2 separate regions of the Sus scrofa genome follow, and region 1 is linked to region 2. The links are chromatin contacts, called in public HiChIP or PLAC-seq maps. All regions are on one chromosome and are shown on one strand. The core of a region is the stretch at or near the end of the contact, and the rest is flanking DNA. Distances in the headings are between cores, read along the strand shown. Region 1 overlaps KIRREL3 (kin of IRRE-like protein 3). Region 2 has its middle 22 kb from the start of ST3GAL4.

Region 1 (7,810 bases), core at 3,527-6,026, 87 kb before region 2:
TAAGCCCCAGGCACCCTCACACCATCTTTCAAGGAAATGAGCCCAGTCTGCTTGGAGAACAAATAACATGTATACAACACTGGACCATTTATTAAGTGTTTGCCCACTTTGGGTCTCACTTGATCCTGGCAGCTACACAGCAAGTCTGGGTTTATTATATTTTCTATTTTACTAATGGGGGAACTGAGGCACAGAGAGGCTGAGAAACGCCCATGGCCACAAGCTAGTAAATGTAGGATTCGGCGTTCGAATCAAAGCTGCCTGACCTTCAAGTGGGCAAAGGAAAGGGAAAGTGACAAGTGGGGAAACAATTGCAAGTGATTCTTATCCACAAGAATAAATTGTTAAGAAGTGATGGAGAATGAGGCAGGCGAGGTTGGCAGGAACCAAGAAGTTCAGACTTTATCTGGATGGACCTGTGAAAGATTTGAAGACAAAGGAATGCTAGATAGTTGGCAGATGGTGAGTGAATGAACAATTGAATGGCTGGATGAATGACCGAACTTTTGTCAAGATCACCCTGGGAGAGTGTGGAGGTTGGGGGAGAGGGTATTAGGTATTGTGACCCAAGCAAGAAATGATGAGGACATGAGCTGGGGGGAAGACTATTAAGGAAGGAAAAGGAGAGGCAAATTCAAGAGAGATTTCAGAGCTTTAGCCAGGATAGTTAGCAATGCCAGATGAAGGAGACTAGAACCCAGAAAGACATGCGGACTTTTGGCTTCAGTAATTGAATGGTGGTGCCATTCCCCACAATACAGGTTTTGCCTGTTTGGGACTTACCAGCATGCAGATGTTGGCCAAGTGCGTCTCCGTGGGTAGGATAGAGAATACCTTATGCCAGGAAAAGCACACCCTGGGGAAGACCACCAGTTACAGCAGCAGCCAGAGAGAATGGGAGAAAGCCAGAAGAGAGCCCTGGAGGCCAACTTAGAATTTCTCTATTCCCCACCCAGTCTTATTTCTCTTTAGTATGTACCAACACCCATCACTGTGCTATGCACGTGTCCATTTATTGTCTGTCTCTCAACTAGAATGTAAACTCACTGGGGGGAGATTTTTATGTCCTTAGTGCTTTGACTAGGGCCTGGCACATCGTAGGCACTCAATACGGATTTTCTGAAAGCATGTTGAGCTGGAAGTGAGAAGCACACCCTTAAAAACTGGCACATGCCAGTCCTGTATTTACAAGACAGTTCTGCGCATTGGCAATTATGTGCAGTTCTGCACTTTGGCCATTAGGTGGTGCATCGATGTGCGCGAGGAAGCTGGAGCCTGGAATGACACCGGGGCCAAGAACCTGACCGCAAGGCAGAATGACAAAAGTGAGAAATAGGAGGATCTGAAGGGCAAAAATCATTCCTCCGCTCCCTTAGCACACATCTCTGATCACAAACTACAAGCCCACCAATGCTTCCCCACGCCCTCTGAAATCAGGCTGGGGGATGGTAATGCAGGGTCCTAATGCCTAGGGATAAAGGGTCTGGATGAAGGCTGGAGGGTTGATGGCAAAGGCTGTGAGGTGCTGCCCCAGCTTCATAGGCAGGTGTGCGGTCTGCTGACTAGTGAGTAAACCTGCATTTAAGTTCTAACTCTACCCCTTACCTGCTGAGTAATTTGCCCTCTCTGAGCCCCAGTTTCCTAATCTATGACATAGAGATCCTAATAGCACCTATTTCAAAGGGTACTTAGAATAAAACAAGAAGGCACCTTGGCCCAGTGCCATCCACATAAACAAAACTAAGTATTATTCTTAAAAAGTAGACATTAATAATCAGAGTTCCCATTGTGGCTTACCAGGTTAAGAACCCACCTAGTATCCATGAGGATTCAGGTTGAATCCCTGTACTCATTCAGTGGTGTTGCTGCAAGCTGCAGCATAGATGTCACAGCAGATGTGGCCCAGATCTGGCATTGCTGTGGCTATGGTGTAGGCTGGAGGCTGCAGCTCCGATTCGACCGCTAGCCTGGGAACCTCCATATTATGTGGGTGTGGCCCTAAAAAGGCAAAAAAAAAAAAAAAACGTAAACATTAATAATATTTGTCTAGCCCTTTACATACCTTCATATGATAAAGGTAATTGTCACAACAACCCTGCAGGTGTCTTTATTGCCCCACTTCCCAGATAAGAGGGCTAATGTTGTCAGGTTAGGTAACTCGCCCACAATCATACAGTTTGTAAAAGGATAGACTGAAGCCAGGTTCAGCTCAACAGACACATATGGGATGTCCCCAGTCCCTGGAGCAGCAGGCTCTCGGCCTGGTGGCAACAACCAGGATGGTTGAGATTGCAGGCTAGGGGAGACAAACACCTGCGGATCATTTCCATAGAAGAGGTGAGATATAGAGACAGAAGGATACCCAGCGTGATAGAGGCTCAAAGACAAAAATCACTTGGTCCAACCAGGAGATTCCAGAAAGACCTTATGGACTGGGCAACACCTTAGCTAAATCTGGAAGAATGCCTAAGAGTGATCCAGAAAAGAAGGACTCCATCATCCCAAGTTCAAGAACCACCCTGCAACGGAACCAGTTACGAAACACATTCATCCTGGAGTCTGCCTTCAAATCCAGTATCCCATAGCAGTGCACTAGCCCAGGGAGTCACTAGCCCAGGGAGTCACGAGGTGCCAACCAAGGGACCAAGGGCCCCATAGGTGTTCTCATTGTCCACTGAGCCTTTTCTCAAAGCTCTCATCAGTTAGTAATCATCCAAGGAACCCCTGAAAGCAGTGGGGATTAGACATTAATATAGATACAAATTATCTTGGACATTAATGTAGATACAAATTATCACAGATTCAGATTCAGGAGGTCCCATGGTGGACAAGCTTCTGGGTTTCTCATAAGCTCCCTGGTGACACAGAGGCTGCAGGTCTGTCCCAGGCACACACTTTGAGTAACCAAGTTCTCTTTATCCCCTCCAGGAGGGCAGGCTGTGTCTGGTTTTACTATGTATGTTCAGACTGTGACATAGAAGAGACTGAAAGAAAGACAGGGAGGGGGAGTTCCCATTGTGGCTCAGTGGCAATGAACCCGACTAGTATCCATGACGATGCAGGTTCTATCCCTGGCCTTATTCAGTGGACTAAGGATCCGGCATTGCCATGAGCTGTGGTGTAGGTCACAGACTCAGCTTGGATCCTGTGCTGCTTTGGCTGTGGGATAGGCCAGTAGCTGTAGCCCTGATTCGACCCCTAGCCTGGGAACATCCATGTGCCGTGGGTGAGGCCCTAAAAGAAAAAAATAAATACAAAGACATGGAGGAAGAGTAAAAGGAAAGGAAGGAAAGCTGGCTCCCTGTGCACCCAGGACACGGGGAGGAAGGTTCTGAAAGTGTGGGAGGTGTTGGTTAGGATGGGCCCAGAGGCGTCCCCTGCCCCTCCAGTCAGCTCTCCCACCCCCAGCACCAACTCAGCCTGCTCCCAACCCTCCCCCACTCCCCGGGGGCCCAGGGCTGAACGCTGATGCCAGGACTAGCACCTTTCATGGCAAACCTCCTCTTTGCTCCAAGCCAGAAGCTCTCTGCCACCCTGCCGGGGATGTCCCTAACCAAGGCGCCTGGTGCTAACGAGAAATCAGGCCGAGAACCACCACCCCAAGTCCTCCCCACTCAGGCTTCCCCTCTCCAGAAATGGCAGGAAACAGCCAGGTCCCCCAGGTCCCACCATAATGAGTTCCTACACAGCTGCCCCAGCTGCCCATCCCGCCCCAATACACACTCATCTGCCACCCCCAACTCTACCCAGCACCCCCCTACACACAGCATAAAAACTGCTGGCCCCAGAAGCAAATGTCCATGACAGACCACTCATCCAGGGATCTTTCACAGATTCATTCATAAACATTCACTGAGCAGCTACTGTATGCCAGCCACGGATCTGAATAAGGCCATACTGCAGTGACCAAGACAGATAAGGTCTTTGTAAATTTTATTTTATTTGGCTTGTAGGGCTGCACCTGCGGCTTATGCAAGTTTCCAGGTTAGGGGTCGAATTGGAGCTGCAGTTGCTGGCCTACACCACAACCACAGCAACATGGGATCTAAGCTGCGTTTGCTACCTATGCCATAGCTCAGGGCAACGCCAGATCCTTACGCCACTGAACGAGACGTGGGATCAAACCCACATCCTCATGGATCCTAGTCAGGTTCTTAACCCGCTGAGCCACAACGGGACCTCCCAGGTAAGGTCTTTCTTTGTTGTCAGGGAGCCTTCTTTCCATAAGGGATGATAACAAACGAACCCAGGGATAAAGAAAAAAGAAGCGGGCTGGCGTGATGGAGAGTAATTGAGGGGCTGTTGAGCAGGGTGGCTGGGCCTCACTGAGGATGTGACATTTAAGCTGCACCGTCATTGACAGGAAGAAACTGGCAGGACAAGGACGCAGAAAAGAGCCTTCCAGACAGAAAGGCTGTGGGGGTGGGACGTGGTGAGGGTGAAATGGCTGGAACAGACCCATGTCCCAGAGGCGCGCTGGGGCCTGGGTGCAGGTGCTTGTGGGCAATGGAGAGAAGTTCACCTTACGTCCCGGGAGCATCCAGAGGCCCTTGTCCCCCCACCCCGGAGAGCTTGGAGCAGAGCAGGGACACCAGCAGACAGTGTTTTGAACTGACTGCTTGTGGAGAATGCACCGTGCATAAGGCGACCAAGACCTGGGCCTGCCCTCCACAGAGCTTGGCATCTAGGAGGTGCCCCGGAGCTATTGGGGGCCAGAGGACCACATGGCTGACCTCCCGACCGGTTCAGCTGCCACTGGTAACATGAGCTGCGTGTCCGCGCAGCTGATCTCTGTCAGCAGGTGTGTCCCATCGCCATGTCTGGAGAGCAGCCATCTAGGCTGACTGAGCATTTGGGAAATCCTGGCAGCCCAGAGGGGGCCCCTCAGGTGACCCACTGGAGTTTGGAGAAAACCCCCATCAGAACACCTGGACCTGGTACTGAGGGCATTTTCCCAGCCTCTCCGGGCAAACCCACACCAGGGTGTCAAAGGAGCTGCGCCCAGAAGCAACAAGCTGTTCCAGAAGGAAGTGGAAGGCCTCTGGGCCCAGCTCCATTCTGCTCTCTGTCCAGTTGATGTCCTGTGGGAAGGACGGTCAGGTGGTCACCCCTAGCTTTTGCTCTGGTCCAGAAATCCAAGGCTTTCTGATCAGAGGAGCACTCCTTGGTGACAGCAGTGGGGCTGGTTCTATACAACTTTTCACCACAAAAGCCCTTGTTTCTGTGAAAGGGTGTAAAGAACCCTCATGCCTAAGAAAGGACAGCTTTACCTCCCAGCTGGAGCCGGGCAGCTCTCCCTTGGCCTCCTGGCCCCTCTGTCTGTGCCTCCCTGCCTGCCCCTCCACGCCAGCCCCCTTGCCCTTGGCAGCAGAGCTGGGAGAAGGTCCTCAGGGAATCCCTTCCACACAAGGGGAGCGGGTGCCCACCCTGCCCACCTCGCCGGTGGCACCATCCGCCAGACTGGTGGCCAGAGAGGGGCAGAGCAAGGAGAAAGACCCCCAGATGGCTGCCCGGATCCCAGATGACAGGAGGGGAAACGGCAAAGAGCCAGCCACCCTGTGACTGTGGACCCCTAACTCACACGATGTGTCCCTGCCACGAGCAGCTCCGAGGAGACAGCCCCCCTACTCCTGCCAGCCCTGTCCGAGGCAGGGTGGGATCCCCGGGCTGGCTTCCAGCTCTGGGGACCAACTTTGCCTGGGATCCACACAGGTCCGCCCAGGCCTCAGTCACCCAACAGTTAATGCATTTTTTTTCCTGACTGACAACAAGACAACACCAAAACAGTCAACTATTTTTATCTCCGGATTAATCACAAAAGGCTAACGCTTCCACCTTCCCTGTGATTAAAAATTAGGAGACCAAGCTCTATAGTGGTTCGGGATAATAACCAGTCCTGGGAGGGGGGTTATGAATAATGCATCTCCAGGCTCGGGCTGTTCCAGGCTTTCTCCCCTCCTGGCCCCTCAGCTCTGGGCCCCAGTCTGAATGGAGGGGTAATGAATCACCCCCACCTCCCATCAGAGCTGCAGCTGCCAAGAGCCACTGTTGATTTCTATTCAGCCGGCTGGCCCCCAAACCTCCCCACTCCTCCCCCACCGCCCCCGCACATCAGCCCCATCCGCACCCCCTCCTACCCCATCTGGTGTGCACCGAGGCGAAGGCCGATCAATAATGCATGGTTACATGAATAACCAGCGCGATAACCACTTATTCAGGAAGATGTAATCAGGACCCATTCTGAGGGTGTGTGTGTGTGTGTGTGTGTGCGCGCATGCATGTGTGTGCCTGAGCACTCAAGCAGCACAGACCCACTCCCCTCTCCCCTCCTCTAACCCTGTATCCCAAAACACAGCACTAAAGAAGCAGGAAGGAAGGGCCTGGCCCCTCACTGCCCTCACACTTAGGAAAGGCCTCCTCTGCCTGTGATCACAGGAGGTTACGCTGAGCAAAGGCCCAGAGACAGTCCGTTCTCAAACCTGGTCACCCAGCAGAATCCTCTGGGACTTTAAAAAGCCCTGATGCTCGGGTCCACCTCCAGTGATGGGGAATTTAGCCAGTCGGGGTGTGGCCTGCAACGGGACACTTGAAATCTCTTCCAGACTGTTGTAAGATACAGCCGAGGTTGAGAACCCCTGTCTCAGGCCCCGTGAAATGTCAGTGCCAGGGGACCGGTCCAGGGGCCCTGCTGTACTTTCACCTTTTGTATCTGAGGAAATAAAACCAGGAAAAGGACGGCCTTCCTGCTTTGGCCTCTGATTTAGGGCACTTTCCCTAATCACGCCCCACTTGAGAGGCCCACACATGCCATGGCCCCGTTCTTATTCCACTCCGGACGTTTCAGATGGTTCTTTCCAGGGTCCCTGGCGCTTGGGCAAGCTCAGCCTGAGCGCCTTCATCCTGGGCGGCTGGCGAGGAGAAAGCTGCCACCACAAAGGGAGGGAACAGGAGCCCCAGCCCAGCCCTCCCTCCTGGAAGGGCTGCCCAAAGCCCCCGAGATAAAATCCCCTCCTGGCACTGTTGCACCCACCCCCATCCATGGAAAGCCCTCATTAGCTTCCCTGTGGCTCTCTGGCCGCTCAGCACCCAGGAGGCCACAGGCACTAATGACGGGGTAGAGGGCTGGCAGGGGAGGAGGGCTGCCTTTATGGTCCAGCCCACACCCACCATCTGTCTGCACCCAGGGCCCCCTAGGAGGTTGGGCAGGGTTGAATGAGGCTGACTTCCTCCCTGGGCCAGGATCCTGGCAGGGTCTGGGGGCTGATGAGAGCAACTTGGAAGCCCTGAAGGGTTTTTTTTTTTCCCCCCTCAGGAAATAGAACCTTGGGAGTTGGCACTCACTGGGCTGTTGTTCTGAACTAGGCCTCCTGGAGGCCAGGGAAGGACCAGGGAGAGCCATAGCTGAAAGTGCTGCTGCCTCAGTCCTTACTTGGCCTCAGAGTCTCCTGCAGTTTCCTGAGGAACCTGGAGGCAGGCGGAGGAGGCCCAGGGAGGGAGGGAAGCCAGGCAGGTTGTAGGAGGTGCCCTGAGGAGGTGGGAGTGGGCTAGAAAGCTGAGCTGCTAGGTCAGGCTGCCTGGAGCTACCGCCTCCCCAGCCCACAGGCACAGAAGCCTGTACAGGGCTCCGCTGGAAGGATGGACTCTCTCTGGCTGCTGGGCAAAGGACCCCAACTCCTCACGCAGTGAACCCTTCATCCTTTCACTGAGCAAACATGCAGTTCAGCCCTCCCCAAGACTCCCGAGCTGACAGGCCAGCCTCTCCCAGGGGAGGAATATCTGCCTGGGATTCCTCAGTTGGTCTCCAGGGAGC
Region 2 (7,782 bases), core at 2,340-4,839:
GCTGCTCTCTCTGGTACAGCACCTTCTAGAGAAGATGCTAGACCCCTGATCTGCCCACCTGGAGCCATCCCAAGGGGCGTGGCCACAGACCCCCTGCCGGCACAGAGCCCAGCCCCACCCCCACCCCGAGCGGCCCCTCCTCCCATAGCACCTCTGGAGCAGTGCCCTCACCTGTGCAACACCCCACTTCCAGTGTAGTGTGCCCTCTGCTAGTTAAAGTCCCCTCTCCAGAGCCAGTACTCCCAAAGTCCCCAAGCAAGGAGGGTACAGGGCAAAGTTCAGTCCTGGGATCCCCACAGAGGTGGATGAAATTCCAGCTCTGGCCCATGACGGGTGGCTATGGGCATGGCAATGTTTGGGAGCATCTGGGAGCAGGGATTCAGGCACAGAAACCACTGTCCCCCGGCCTCTAGCTCCAGCAGGACTCTCACTTCTGCGGGACCTAAGCCCCCCTCCTTCCCTCGCAGGAACACTGACCAGCCCTGCAACACACACGGGCCTGCAAGGGTGCTTCTGGGAATAGGAGGCTTCAGGGCGTCAGGAGGGGAGGGTCCATGCCTGAACCTATTAGGACCCCAAAAGGGTCAGGATTGCTGACTATGAGATTAGGGCAAAAGGAGAAGGCTGTGGATTGGGGGGGGGCAGGCAACCCACACCCCCAGATAAGGTCTCTAGAAGAGAAATAAAAGCATGCAGAAAGAAAACAAGACCTCCATTTCCTGCATCAGCCTATCCCCTGGGAATGGAGAAGCTAGTAAGAGAGGCCCTTCTGAGGTTGCTTCACATTAGTAAGACTTTTCGACAAAACAGTTGTCCATATAACTCTCCTCAAAGTAAAGGTTACCCATGAGGGAAGAGGAGGGGCGGCCAGCATTCTAGGTGCCGCTGGGGAAGGTGCAGACCTGCCAGTCTCTGCATCAGTCCCTCTGGAGCAGGGCCCAGGTGGGCGGCTGGCAGGAGGGCTGGCTGGTGCTCAGGTTATGAGAGATGAGCCAGGGCCTTCCCTGCCAGAGGCTTACCCAGCCCCCGCTCGGAAACGCAGAGGCAGATCTGAGCACCCACAGCCCCATCCACACCCCAAAGCCAGGAAGCACCGGGAAGACACTCTGAGCCTCTTCTCAGGCCAACCCTGCTCTGGTCCTCGGTATTGAAAACCTACAAAGACCTCACTGAATACAAACACACGGATCCCTGCTCAAACACAGGAGGACATCGCAGAATGAACACAGAGGAACATGACCCCTACACACACACACACACACACACACACGCACACGCACACTCACACGCACACGCACTCGTTCCTCCTCCTCCCTGCCCGCCCCACTTCTGGCCCCAACATACAGCCTCTGGGGCCTGCAGGGCCCCCTCTGCCAGGACGCTCTCTTCCTCCATCCCTCATGCAGGGCACTGCCCAGCAGGTTCCTTCAACTTCAGCTCTGGCTCCAGCCGAGTTTGTTTGTCAGGCTGCAGGTCCCTTGGGTCATAGTCAGGGAGCCTGGAGCTCTGAAGGGTAGGGAGTGGTGCAGCCAGCCCTCTGGGGATCTCTTCACCTCCAGAAGTTGGGTAAAGGGAAACCCTGCACTCCTGGCCCCAGGGCAGCCAAGCCCAGCTCCTGAGAAGGAGGACCTGCCCCTGCCGTTCTCAGGCAGACTGAGGCTGCAGAAAAGCAAAGGAGGAGGATATGGGGCCTGGTAGGTGTGTCCTCAGGGGCAGGGGTTGGGGGGATGTCCTGGGGTAGCCTGTGGCTAAGGTCAGGCAGGGGGGCAGAGGCCGCTGCGCTGCTGGAGGGCACCTCCGCCAGCACCCACGGCTCACTCACCATCCTCCTGGCCTGTCCCAGCCTCTCTGCACCTGCGCCTAAACTTGATCTTCCCACAAGCAAATCCAGGAAACTCCTCGGCCCTCCCCTGCCACCTCCTGCCCTGTTCAAGCCCTTGTGGGCTCAAGCCCTGAGGCATTAGCAATTCCAGCATCATCCTGGCACCCAGTCCTGGGGAAGTGAAGAGAGGGCAGGTCTGGGGCAGTTAGGGCCGCGGGACTGAGGATTCCAGAGCCTAGGGCTTGCTCAGCCAGTTTGGGCCTTGCCCAACCCAACTGCCTCTCCCCGAAACTGCTCGCTGGCCTGGGGTCCCGCAGAATGTCCCTGGGAAGACGCCGTAAATCTAATGGAGGGTGGTGCCGAGGGGATGTCAAGCCAAGAGCCAGAACCCCGGGTTCTCTGTCATTCACACCCAGAAAAATCCCAGGCCTTGCCAGCAGCTTCTCTCTGCCCTTTTAGGAGCCACCCTTGTTCTCAGGCTGGAAGAACGGGAACGGTTAGTCCTCTGTGGTCTGGGGACAAGCACCACCCTCAGGGCCAGATCACAACTGGGGCTCTTTGCAAGGACACCTGGTGCCAGAGCACTTGGAGAAACTAAGGCACAGAGGAGCCGCAGACCCTGAGAAGACCCAAGAGACCAAGCCACCACCGGCCCCGGCTGCAGGCATCTGAAGGTGGGATTGCTCCCTGCTGCCGAAGGGCTGTCAGGATCAGGGTGCCTCCCACCCCCAAGAACACAGCCAAGCCTGGCCAGCTCACCTGGCCTTCCCGGCCTGTCAGTCCAGCTGTTCTGGAAAGAGAACATTTTCTTCGGGCTCTATTTGGACAGCTGCAGGGACAGTGGCGGTGAGAAGAGAACATCTGATTATTCAGAGGGAGGTGGCGCACAGGGGACAGGGCCACAGGGCCTCTGAAGAGATGGAGGCTGAGGAGCTGGAAAGCCTGGGGCCACCTTAGGGGTAGAGGCAGAGGCTGCGGTCAGCACACCCTCAGCCTCAGCAGCACTTTAGACAGAGTAGCCAGAGGGGCTTCCGGAGCCAGGCCCGGGGCCTAGGAGGAGGGAGCAGAAGGCCTGAGGCCAGGGCAGAGAATGAGTCCCTCTTTAAGGAACGTGATGGGTTACAGGGGGGGATAGGACACCTCTCAGGCCCAGCCCCAAGCCCTGTCTGGCCTCCCTCCCCGAAGGGCACACAGCCCTGACCTCGGCAGGTCCAGGGCTGACAGGTGGGGCCCCAGAAAGGAAGGCGAGGCATCAACAGGTCAAGGTCAGAGGACCCCACAATCGGTGTTCTTCCCACCCAGGGAGGCAGAAAGTGGAACCATGGCGCTTCTCCTCCCTCTTCCCACTCACCCTCCCTCTCAGTGGTCGATCTCTCTCACTGCCCTCCCCTCTCCTCCCAGCCCCTGTCCCCTTTCCAGCCACCCCATCCTGGTGTCTCCTTGTCCCCGTCTCCAACGCCTCCTGCCTGCCTCCCCGGCCCTGGTTATGTAAGGGGCCTGAGAACACACAGAGGGAGCTTTGTTGTCAAACCAAATCCATACGGAGAGCCGGGCTCAGCCAGCGCAGCTGTTCTCCATTCCCTCCGCCTTGGCAGAGTTGAGACGTCGGGCAGGAAGCCCCCACACGCCTCCATTTGGGGAGGTGGGGGCAAACACCGGTCCCAAGGCCCCCAGGCAGCTGAATGGGTGGCCAGGGATCAGTCACCACTGCGTGAGACCACAGCAGGGGACCAGCTGGCCCCCAAGACAGAGCAAAGCCTCAGTGCAAAGCCCAGAGGCGAGAGATCTGGGCTAAGAGCAGAGCTGCACAGTGAAGGCCTGGAGGGGGGCCCAGACCCATACCAGTGCACCCCCTTCTTCTGCATACATGGATACAGGCCTGTGTCTTCTCTGCCACACAACCCATGTACACACTCATTTGCACACTTATAGCGTGTGTGCGAACTCTCTCTCACACACACACTCTCGCTGTATGTGCTCACCTGGAAAGCATCTGAGCAGAAATCTCCTCCCTGCTCTGGCCAGCCTCCTCCATCCCAGCAGGTACCTTTGGGGGAAAAAGATTGTGCTCTGGAGAGAGGAGGGCAGAGGGCAGAAGTCAGAGCCCAGAGAAGCTCCACCAGCCGGCTCTTCCTTGGAGGCTCTCTGGCTCCGGGACCAGATCCCACCTTCCTGCCCAGGAAGATGGCCAAGAAGGTGCTGAGGACCCGGGAAGCTGAGCTTAAGATCAGAGCCCTCCACATTTGGGGCGGGCTCTGTCCCTTCACCAGACCCAACGGCTGGAAGAGCATCTCACTCAAAATGCTGAGGCTGCCAGCAAAAGAAAGTGCTCCTGAACCTTCACAGCCTGCAGGACACCCACCCGAAGCCCAGCCACCTCGTGAGGCAGGGCAGGGTGGAAGCCGAGGCCTGGGGAGGGGCGGGGGAGACAGGGAAGGGAAAGAAGAGGAGACAGGCATGGACGAAGAGGGATAACGGGAGGAGAGAGAACTCTAAAGGAAGGGAAAGAGGGGAGCTGGTGTTGTGGAGCAGCAGAAATGAATCTGACTAGGAACCATGAGGTTGTGGGTTCAATCTCTGGCCTCGCTCAGCAGGTTAAGGATCCCGGGTTGCCATGAGCTATGGTGTAGGTAGGTCGCAGACGCGGCTCGGATCCCATGTTGCTGTGGCTGTGGTGTAGGCCGTCAGCTACAGCTCTGATTGGATCCCTAGCCTGAAAACCTCCATATACCCCACGTGCGCCCCTAAAAAGACAAAAAAGACAAAAAAAAATAAATAAAGGAAGGGAAAGAGGACCCAGTGTGGAGAGAAGGGCCCACACAGCCTCTGAGCTAGCTCCCCTCCACGAACCCCCCAGCAGCCCTCACACACCCTCTCAGTGAGGGACAGCAGGTCAAGGAAAAGCAGGACAGGGAGGGAGGGGCGTTTCCAGAGCACTGGCCCCACCCCACCCAGTCCCACTGTCAGCCCCGCCCCGGGGGTTTCAGCCTCAACAATCCCAGATATTTAGAACCTGGAGGACAAACCAGGGCCTCAGAGAAGGGACAGATGAGGGCAGAGGTGGGATGGAGCTCCAGAGAGGTCCAGGGCTGCTCCTGAGGTAGCCCCTGACTGGGGTAGGGTCGCTCTGTGACCCTAAACAGCAAGGTATTTTTCTGAATCCCAGCACCCTCCTTTGCAAAAGGAAAGAGCTACTACAGGATACTGTGCGCGGTGCTGGGTGCTGGGGATTCAACGGGAGTAAGATAGTGGCAGGTCCTACGCTACAGTCTAAACATCAGCCCAGACCTCTGAGCGACCCACACTGCCAGCCTGTACATGGCTATCATCCATGATCCCAGGAGCCTCAGCAGATGCTATTAGTCCAACTGTCAGATGGAGAATCTGATGGCGAACCAAAGCCCCAGACCTGCCTGAGGCCACACAGCTGGGAGCAGACAGAGGCAACAAAGTCCACCTGCCTGGGTTGCTGGCCAGGGAGGAAGGCACTCTTCCATCTCTGGGCCCTGCCCTGAATCACAGAAAGCCCACCACTGGGCATTTATAGGGCTGGACCCCGGGCGCTGAGATGTTATCTGAAACATTCACAAGTGTGAGTTGCTCAGAGGAGAAACAGAGGCTCTGTCGGATCCAAGGCTGTGCAGCCTGGGAAAGCACACAATCCACCCGTCTCAGAGCCCTGCCCTCCCAGCCCCATCTGAGCCCCTCTGGGCCCATGGGGAACAGGGTCCCCTGATGTCACAAGTTAGTACCTGTCGGGGGAGAGTGGAGGGAACAGGGGAAGTGACAAGTGTACATGGCCATCAAAGAGGCCTCAGAGCAGGCCCATGCAGGATGCTGAAGACATCTGCCATGTAGAAAGCGGGCTGCCAACTGGGCCCAAGCCACTGTCAGGGGACAGTGGGAGCAGAGGCGAGGAGCTGAAAACACATGGCTGGGGAAGTAAGAACAGTCCTACTGGAACCCAATGGGGGTTTTCAAATGGAAAAAAAAAAAAAAAAGTTTGTCTGTACTCACAGCAAGTGGAAGTTTCTGGGCCGGGGATAAAACCTGCTCTATAGCAAGACCCAAGTCACAGTAGTGGCAACACCAGATCCACACCAGGGAATACCCAAATAAAAATATTTTTAAGCCAAGACACCCTTTGTCCCACTTTCAAATGAAATCTTATGTGTAAGATATGGCACAAACAATCTATCTACAAAACAGAAACAGATCATGGACATGGAGGGCAGACTTGTGTTTGCCAGGGGAGGCGGGGAGGGAGGGGGACGGTGGGGGACTTTGGGGTTGGTAGATGCAGACAGTTACATTTAGAACAGACAGATGATGGGGTCCTGCTGTACAGCACAGGGAACTCTATCCAGTCTCTTGTGTTAGAACATGATGGAAAATGGAAAAAAAAAAACAAAAAACAAAAAACAAAAACAAAAACAAAAAACAACCAACATGTATGTATGGGTGGCTGGGTCACTTTTCTGTACAGAAGAAATTGTAGGAACATTGTAAATCAGCTATACCTTAATGAAAAAAAAATTTTTTTAAAAAGAGGAGTTCCCCTTGTTGCTCGGCTGTAAAGCATCCATAAGGATGTGGGTTCGATCCCTGGCCTTGCTCAGTGGGTTAAGGATCTGGCATTGCCATGAGCTACAGTGGAGGTCAAAGATGTGGCTCAGATCTGGCATGGCTATGGCTGTGGTGTACGCTGGCAGCTATAGCTCTGATTTGACCCCTAGCCTGGGAACTAACACATGCTGCAGGTGCGGCCCTAAAAAAAAAAGAAAAGAAAAACATTTTATGTGGAAAATCACCATGCAGTGGAAGAAGGAAACTGTTTGGGTTGAAGCAAGGCCAGGGGCAACCCACCCCGACTCCTGAGTTTTCCCCACTCCTGAAATGACACCTGAAAGGGTTCCACCCCGGGGGGTGCTTTTCTTGGACCCAAATAAAGAGAGAGCTGACATAGGGACAGCAGGGAATGTTAGGATCAGGCTGTGCAAAGTCCTGAAGGCTGGGCTGAGGAGGAAGGACAGGGGCGGGAATGTGATCAGCTGGCCCAGGATGGGGAATGGGGGGAGGCCCTCGGGGGAGGGGGGGCAGACTCCTGCCCCCCCCACCCCCACCCCCCAGGTCTCCTGCCTGCCTCTGTGGTGTCTGAATGGGCTGCAGGGCCAGGCCCTTGGACAAAGAGCTCAGCTGTCAAAAGGGAAACTCTTCTCCCTTTGCCCCAAGAAAAGAGGGAAAAGCGAAGCAGGGGCACAGTGAGGACAAGGTCAGAATACTCGACCTCCATCCTCCATCCACTCATCATACAAATATTTACTAAGCACTTATTATTTGCTAGACATCATGTCAGGCATGAAGAACACGGCAACAAACATGAGAGCTTCCGGGAGGTTATACAAACCCCTAAAATCTCAGGGAAGAAAAAGCCTTGCAAGTTTTCAAACCCATCCCACACCACAAATGTGCCCTCCAATGCCTGCAACACCTCTGCACCATCCCCGTCAAGGTCATGGGTCCAAGCTTGAACATGTTCGGCAATACGGCACTTGCCCCCTCCAGAAGCAGAGGTCTGCTCCTGAAACCTCCAGATGACCACACTGAGGACCTGGGTCCCTCCCCACCCAGCCGAGGCCGAGGCACACACCACTACATGTGCACGTTTCATCTTCTATCACAACAAAATGTGAAGCTCATCTCTAGTTCTGCTATTTCTGTATCAACTACTCTCACTTGCCCAGATGTCCTGGGTCCCTCGGTCTCTGCCACCACCTGTCTCCTGCTTTGCTCCCTTCCCATGACCCTTGAGCCATGGGTTCCCAGGGTGGGCCCCTGCTGGCTCCTACATCTCTCCCACTGTCCCCTCCTGACCCAGCCTCCCTCCTCCTGACCTGAGCGACCTCTAAGGGGCACAGGGGAAGCAGGTCTTCGAGGGGCCTCTCTGGCCTTGAGCCAGG

Evidence for each region. HiChIP or PLAC-seq counts read pairs in DNA pulled down with a chosen protein or histone mark.
Region 1: a contact with region 2 is called in an H3K27ac HiChIP or PLAC-seq map of skeletal muscle. The contact joins two enhancer-like sites. A contact is called at or near these places in 1 of 5 promoter capture datasets (liver), 2 of 47 Hi-C or Micro-C datasets (embryonic fibroblasts and epiblast stem cells) and 1 of 2 datasets of contacts at active chromatin or transcription factors (skeletal muscle).

Annotation. Positions count from the first base shown.
Region 1 is chr9:53,538,812-53,546,621 of Sscrofa11.1, reverse strand. The region is part of intron 5 of KIRREL3 (kin of IRRE-like protein 3); the gene reads left to right. Among named protein-coding and RNA genes, the nearest start is that of ST3GAL4, 67 kb to the right of the region's middle. Within about 2 kb of position 4,776, at least 7 of the 83 cell types and tissues checked have an H3K27ac peak or open chromatin away from gene starts, as enhancers often do. A contact at or near this core is called in skeletal muscle, where this site is marked.
Region 2 is chr9:53,450,163-53,457,944 of Sscrofa11.1, reverse strand. It overlaps a transcript of ST3GAL4 not described here. Among named protein-coding and RNA genes, the nearest start is that of ST3GAL4, 22 kb to the left of the region's middle. Within about 2 kb of position 3,589, at least 25 of the 83 cell types and tissues checked have an H3K27ac peak or open chromatin away from gene starts, as enhancers often do. A contact at or near this core is called in skeletal muscle, where this site is marked.